Regions from separate parts of the Oryctolagus cuniculus genome. Here region 2 is linked to region 1. A link is a contact called in public Hi-C data. All regions are on one chromosome and are shown on one strand. The core of a region is the stretch at or near the end of the contact, and the rest is flanking DNA. Distances in the headings are between cores, read along the strand shown.

Evidence for each region. Hi-C and Micro-C count contacts between places; a contact is called where the count stands out from the background.
Region 2: a Hi-C map of skin fibroblasts shows a contact between it and region 1, with 2.6 times the contacts expected there. The contact joins the promoter of MOB3B here to the enhancer-like site in region 1. A contact is called at or near these places in 6 of 6 Hi-C or Micro-C datasets (ear pinna, embryonic fibroblasts, liver and 3 more).

Annotation. Positions count from the first base shown.
Region 1 is chr1:190,644,770-190,647,638 of mOryCun1.1, reverse strand. The region is part of intron 3 of MOB3B (MOB kinase activator 3B); the gene reads left to right. Among named protein-coding and RNA genes, the nearest start is that of EQTN, 55 kb to the right of the region's middle. Within about 2 kb of position 1,353, at least 1 of the 8 cell types and tissues checked has an H3K27ac peak or open chromatin away from gene starts, as enhancers often do.
Region 2 is chr1:190,811,706-190,814,405 of mOryCun1.1, reverse strand. MOB3B (MOB kinase activator 3B) reads left to right here and starts at 1,310. Exons shown (of 4, transcript XM_008250610.4): 1 at 1,310-1,622.

The sequences.
Region 1 (2,869 bases), core at 104-2,603:
CCATATATATCCACAGCTTGTTCAGATGTTTTATACTCATTTAAAAAAAAACTCTCAAAAATTTTACAGTGCAATCTAAAAAAATATAATGAATGTGACCCATTTTCAGCCCTTGAAGGATGATGCAGAAGTCAGGCATTTGGCTTCACATTCTAGTTACACATGCTTTAGGATCTAATGCAGCAAGGGCCAGAGGGCAGCGTTTGTCCAGCCAGTTTCCTTTAGAACATCAGCATTCCCAGAGTTCCCACACTTCCAGTGGGACATTCCTTCTGTTCAACAGTGTGGAGCTCAGAGACCCCACCTCATTTATCTGTCTGCTGTGCACCTATAGTGCACAGCCTCACTCCTGTGTTCCCAGGGCCCACCTGCTTGCTTTTGTGTGATGCTGCTAAGTATCCTATTCATGGGTAGGAGGGATACTCTTTTTCCTCATGCACAGAATGGGTGTAATAATGGAGAAAATTAAATGTTAGTCACATGGTAATGGCCCAAGAAATGTTAGCTGTTAAATGAGAAGATGAACAAAGTGACTGTCATATATTTAAACAGAAGTACCCTAATTCTCTCTTCCCTGGCTCCCAATAGCCTTTTGCTATCTTAGTGGCATCCTAGATAGCTTTTTGCAGATGTAGCTACTTGTATTAATATCAGTCGCTCCCACATAATTGTCAGCTCCTTAGTGGCTGGGATTGTAAGCACATGTGCCTGCAGTGCCCATAGTGTCTAGTGGATAACAAATGATTAATATGTTTTTTAATTAGGAAGACTATTGTAAGGGTGATGAACCTCATTCAAAGGGATAAAACACCAGCCATTCCTTCACTGGTCCCACCTTCATCTCAGAGCATGCCTGCCAACCTCTACATGTCTCTTTCCTTATAAATCATGCTTCAGCCTCTCTAATCAGCAGTAGAGGTTAAAAGAGAGCAGTGAAAGATGCACCATATGCATTAGGCCTACTAAAGATGGGGCTTCAACTCTTGAGTTATTCTTTGTTCCAGATTTCAAATGGATTGCTTAGGAAATGTGGAATTGTCTCAGACTTTGTGTCCTGGTGCACTGAGTGTAGAGTGGCCAGCCCTCCAAACTTTGGCACTGAGAGTCCTGTGAGCTGAGAAAACCCTTGGTCCAGAGCAAACTGGATGATTGGTCCTTGTATCAGGACTCTAAGTGGGAAGGCAGTTAGGAATTCACAAGTTGAGAAGAGGTCACTGTGACCAGCCCTGTGAAGGCCATATGTCCATCAGGCCTTGCCATGTGGCTCCCACTGGGACCTGCTGTAGCCCACAGCCTGGGAACCCAAAGAAACCTAAAGCATTTCACTTGGTCTCCAGTAGGGAGGGGGAGGCTGGCACCCTGACAGCCACAGACAGACGTGACAGCTCATCCATTTCTCATGTAAATGCAACAGCTGAAGATGACTTGAACCAAGCAAGTTTACAGTTGGAGGAAAGGAGCCCAAATGATCCTGGTAATTAGAAAATGGGCCAAGCTCCGATTGAACACACAGGCTGCTGTCGGCCCTCGGCTGTCTGGGAATCAGCTGACAGAATTGAGCTAATCAGAATTATCATTAGCAAGCACAAAGAGCCAGCAGTGTTTTGTTGTCCTTTCACTAAAAAACAAAAGCAGATTCAGAGAGAGAGCTGTTGACAATGCAGTAGCTATGAATGAAGTGCTGATTAGGGCAGGGGGAGGAAACTGGTGAGGTAGGCAGGGCAGACAGGAGGGTGCTTGTTCACCCTAATGCACCTGCTGACCCCTGGGTGACCTTGGTTCAGGACCTTCCCATTCTCTCTCCAGGGCTCTTATTTTCTTACTATACCATCACCTACCTTGTAGGACTGTTGCTGTGAAACCAACTGTTGTACGCGCACACACACTTCAGAATCTCCTGGAGGTGGAATTGTAAGATGTGCCTCACTCCAGCTGTACTGAGCAGAATGATGAGCGGAGTGCCTAGTACTAAGCTCCTTCAGTCTCCACCTCAAACTTTAATGCACATACCAGTCGCCTGGGGAGCTTGCTAAAATGGGAATTCTGATTCTGTTCATCTGAGAGGCTTGGACTCCAGAGTGTTCATTTTGCTCCCAGATGGTGTCACTCCTGCTGGTTGCCGGGCAGTGGCTTGGTGGTGGCAGTTGCCCTCAAGGTGGAGTAGTGGCTATTTCAAGCACTTCTGAGCTCTTCTAGGACTGGGACTTAGCTCAGTGGAGTGGGAAATTACAGCAAAGGAGGAAAAAAAAGCTAACGAGTGCGGTTTGCCAAGAATGCTCCTCAAAATGCTGCCCCGAGTGGTGACGCGCAGTGAAAAGAGACTTCTTTCCCTTGCCAATTGAGATTACAAGAGAAGGCATCAGCTCCATGTTTGAGGACTCAACACGTCCAAGAGCAGCGTCAAGGCCCTGAGAAGTCCTCCGAGAAAGAAACCAGTTTGACTCTGCAGCCCGCCCAGTGTACCTGCATTTAGCTGAAGGACATTTTTCTCGTTTGTTATCGCTCCTTGCTGTCTTCAAGCGATCATGATCCATGGGACACTCCTTGGGCCACGCTGCCTATCTTTGTAATGTGTCTCTGGAATTTGCAGTTTTCCTCTTGGCTCTGTCCTGTTCCCACCCACACACCCACCGCTGGTGCATGGTGTAAGGAAGACAGGAGGCTGGGTAGGAAGTGAAACACCTAGGGGAGGGCCTTGCAGGAAGCAATCCCACATCTGCTCCTCTGTACTCAGCACCCCCATCGTTGTGTGACACCTGCTGTTGAGGTCTTGCCACGTGCAAGGACACAAGCAGTTTCAGAAAAAAGCAGTGGTTCCAGATATTGCATTAGGCTCTTCATCTAGAGGATTCTGTCTCCTCACACCTGT
Region 2 (2,700 bases), core at 61-2,560, 170 kb before region 1:
AGCATGAATCTGAGAGCAAAAGTTGGATCTCAATGTTTCGCTTTCGTTTCTGAGACAAGAAACCTTCTTCTTCCTCTCTTAACAGGAAAGAAAGATCCGTGTAATGAGAATCCCAGGGCAGGCAACTGCCTCCTCCCAATTAGCGGCCAGAGAGGGAGACAGCAGGACTAATAAAGGTAAACTGGAATAATTAAGGGCCATTTCCATCCTAATTGTGCTAGATAATGAAGGGCTCTCTGATTGTCATGCGCACCAAAGAACAAAAGCAGCTTTGAGTGCAGTGACTGGGGTTTGAGCATCTGAAGATTAGGGCTGTCTGGAAATGAGGTTGCACTTCTCAGGGATGCACAGGAATATTGCTTGGTGGCTGCATCTTTGTATCTGGCAGAGTTCTAAATTCATAGTCATTAATATATTTCCCTGCCCAAATAATGCAGAATTAAATAGAGTCATACGATCCTGGTGGAAACCAATGGCGAATGGTATTTAATAAAATGCTTGCAATATCAGAGATGACCAGCCATCACAAAAGATATGTGGGCTTTTGGAGTCTCATTTAGTAGTTGTGGAAGCTTCTTTTGGGAGCCATGTTTTTTCCATATATCCTAAATTCTACTTAATGTATTTCCATGTCTCTTGAAAGTGTGCCTAAAAATTGTAAAAGGCAATTTAAAAAAGTATTTATTAATTATTTATTTCAAAGGCAGAGAGAGTTTTCATGTGTTGGTTCACCCCCACCCCCACCCCCAATGCCTGTAACAGCCAGGGCTGGGCCACATGAGCCAGGAGCTAATTGATCAGGGTCTCTCACCTGAGTGCGGGGGAACCATCACCTGCTGCTGCCGAGGGTGCACATTACAGGAGGCTGAAATGGAACCAGGACCCAAACACAGGCACTCAGATACATGATGCAGATTCCAAGTAGCTCCAACACAGACCCTTAAAACGCAATTCTTAGTCGTTTGTTACTCCTCAGGCAATATGCATGACACGCTACAGAAGGATCAGGAAGACCCAGTTCTTTCTCTCAGGACACCAGGGAGCTGGCATTTGATGACTCCTACTATGAACTAGGAACACTTTCCTCTCTAGGTGGTCTGGAAGTGGCCGCGGTGGATCCAACGCCTCCTTTCTCAAGTAACATCTTCCTCGCCGCCCTGGCCCAAGGGTCAGCGTCTTTTCTGCAAAGTTGGGAGCCCCCACACAAGGCCCACATCCTGTAACTTGCCCGAGGCAACACTATCCTGAAGGCTCACCCACAGAGCTGCCGTCCCGCAGGCGGCCGCCAGGGGTCCCCGCTCGGCGTCCCGCACGCTGCTCGTCAAGCCCCGGCGGGCTGTGCGGCGCGCTGGGCGCATGTTGGGGCTGCTTTGGAGTCGCAGCGGCTGCAGCGGGAGCCCGGGCGCTGGCCCCAGAGCCCCTCGTGTGGATCCGCAAGCGTCTCCCCTCCTGCCCGAGTTCACTGCTTTTCTCTCGCGCCGCCTGCAGCTGATCCAGTGAAGGGAGCCGACAGGGCCCTGGCTCGAAGGTAAATCCCCGCGGTGAGAGAGAACCGCTCCGGGCGACGGAAGGCGGCGCAGCCCGGCAGCTCCTCGCTCCCGTTCGCGCCCAGGCGGGCAGAGGTATGGGGTACACCTGGGGCGGGTGCAACAGGGGAGTGGGGGTGGTGTCGGACCCTTCTCTCCTGCCCTCAGTCCCCGGGGCTTCCGGGGCCAGAGCCCGCTTTAAAACCGAGCCCCAGCCGTGGCTGCCGGCCGGCTCCCTGGGCGCAGTACCCGGGCAGGAGCGAGGGTCGAGTTCCCACCGCGGGATCCGTGGCCTTGACTTTACAAGATCTGAGCGAAAACGCCTCCCACGGTCCGGAACCGCAGATGGGTGCGGGGTGCCGAGCTGGGCTGTGTGTGGCGAGAACAACTTTTCGGCAAGTGCACTTGGGCAGGGGGATCACGTTTGAGCGTCCGGCTGGGCTTGGGGCCGCGTCGGGGAACTCCGCGCCGTCAGCCGGGTCGCCCCGGGGCTTGCGGGTGCTTCGTGGAGGGCGGTAGTGAGTTAAGAACCTACAAATCCTGCTGAACTCTTGGGCCAACAGCTGTCAAGCTTCGGCAGTGCCAGCCCCTCCCTTTGCCTGTACCGGGGAGGAAGGGGGAAAACCTCACAACTTTTCTTCGCTTGCTCCTCCCCGCTTTCGGACCCCTCTCGCGAGGGTCAAGGGCCGAACCCTGGCGCCAGGCAGGTACTAGAGACCTTAAATCCCTCGGGATCCGCCTCACCCTCCTTCCCGGGCCCCTCCTAGCGCCCTCCCCGCGGGGACCGCGCTACTGAGCCGGCTGTGGTCGCGGCGAATGGCCTTTTGTTTCTCCGCGTTTCTCCCATTGTTTGCCTTTCCAACATCTGGCGAGGCTTGGGAAGCGAAAGAAGCCCCTCTGTCGCCCCTCTCCCCGGTCCCCCGTGCCTCCCGCGCCAGCCGCTTGGCCCGCCCGGGTTGGGGATCCGGGCCGAGGGAGAGAGGAGCCCGACCCTAGAGAGGCCGCCCCAGCCGAGGCCCTGTGGTTAGGAGGGCGGAGGGAAAGTGGTCCCTTCTCCGCCTCCTCGGCTGCCTGTGGCCCAGGGCGCATTTTTCAGATCTTATCCCAGGCGCGCCGCAAAGGGCGCAAGTTTGAAAAGGGTGCTGCTTTCGAGAGAGTGGAAAGGAGGTTCCGC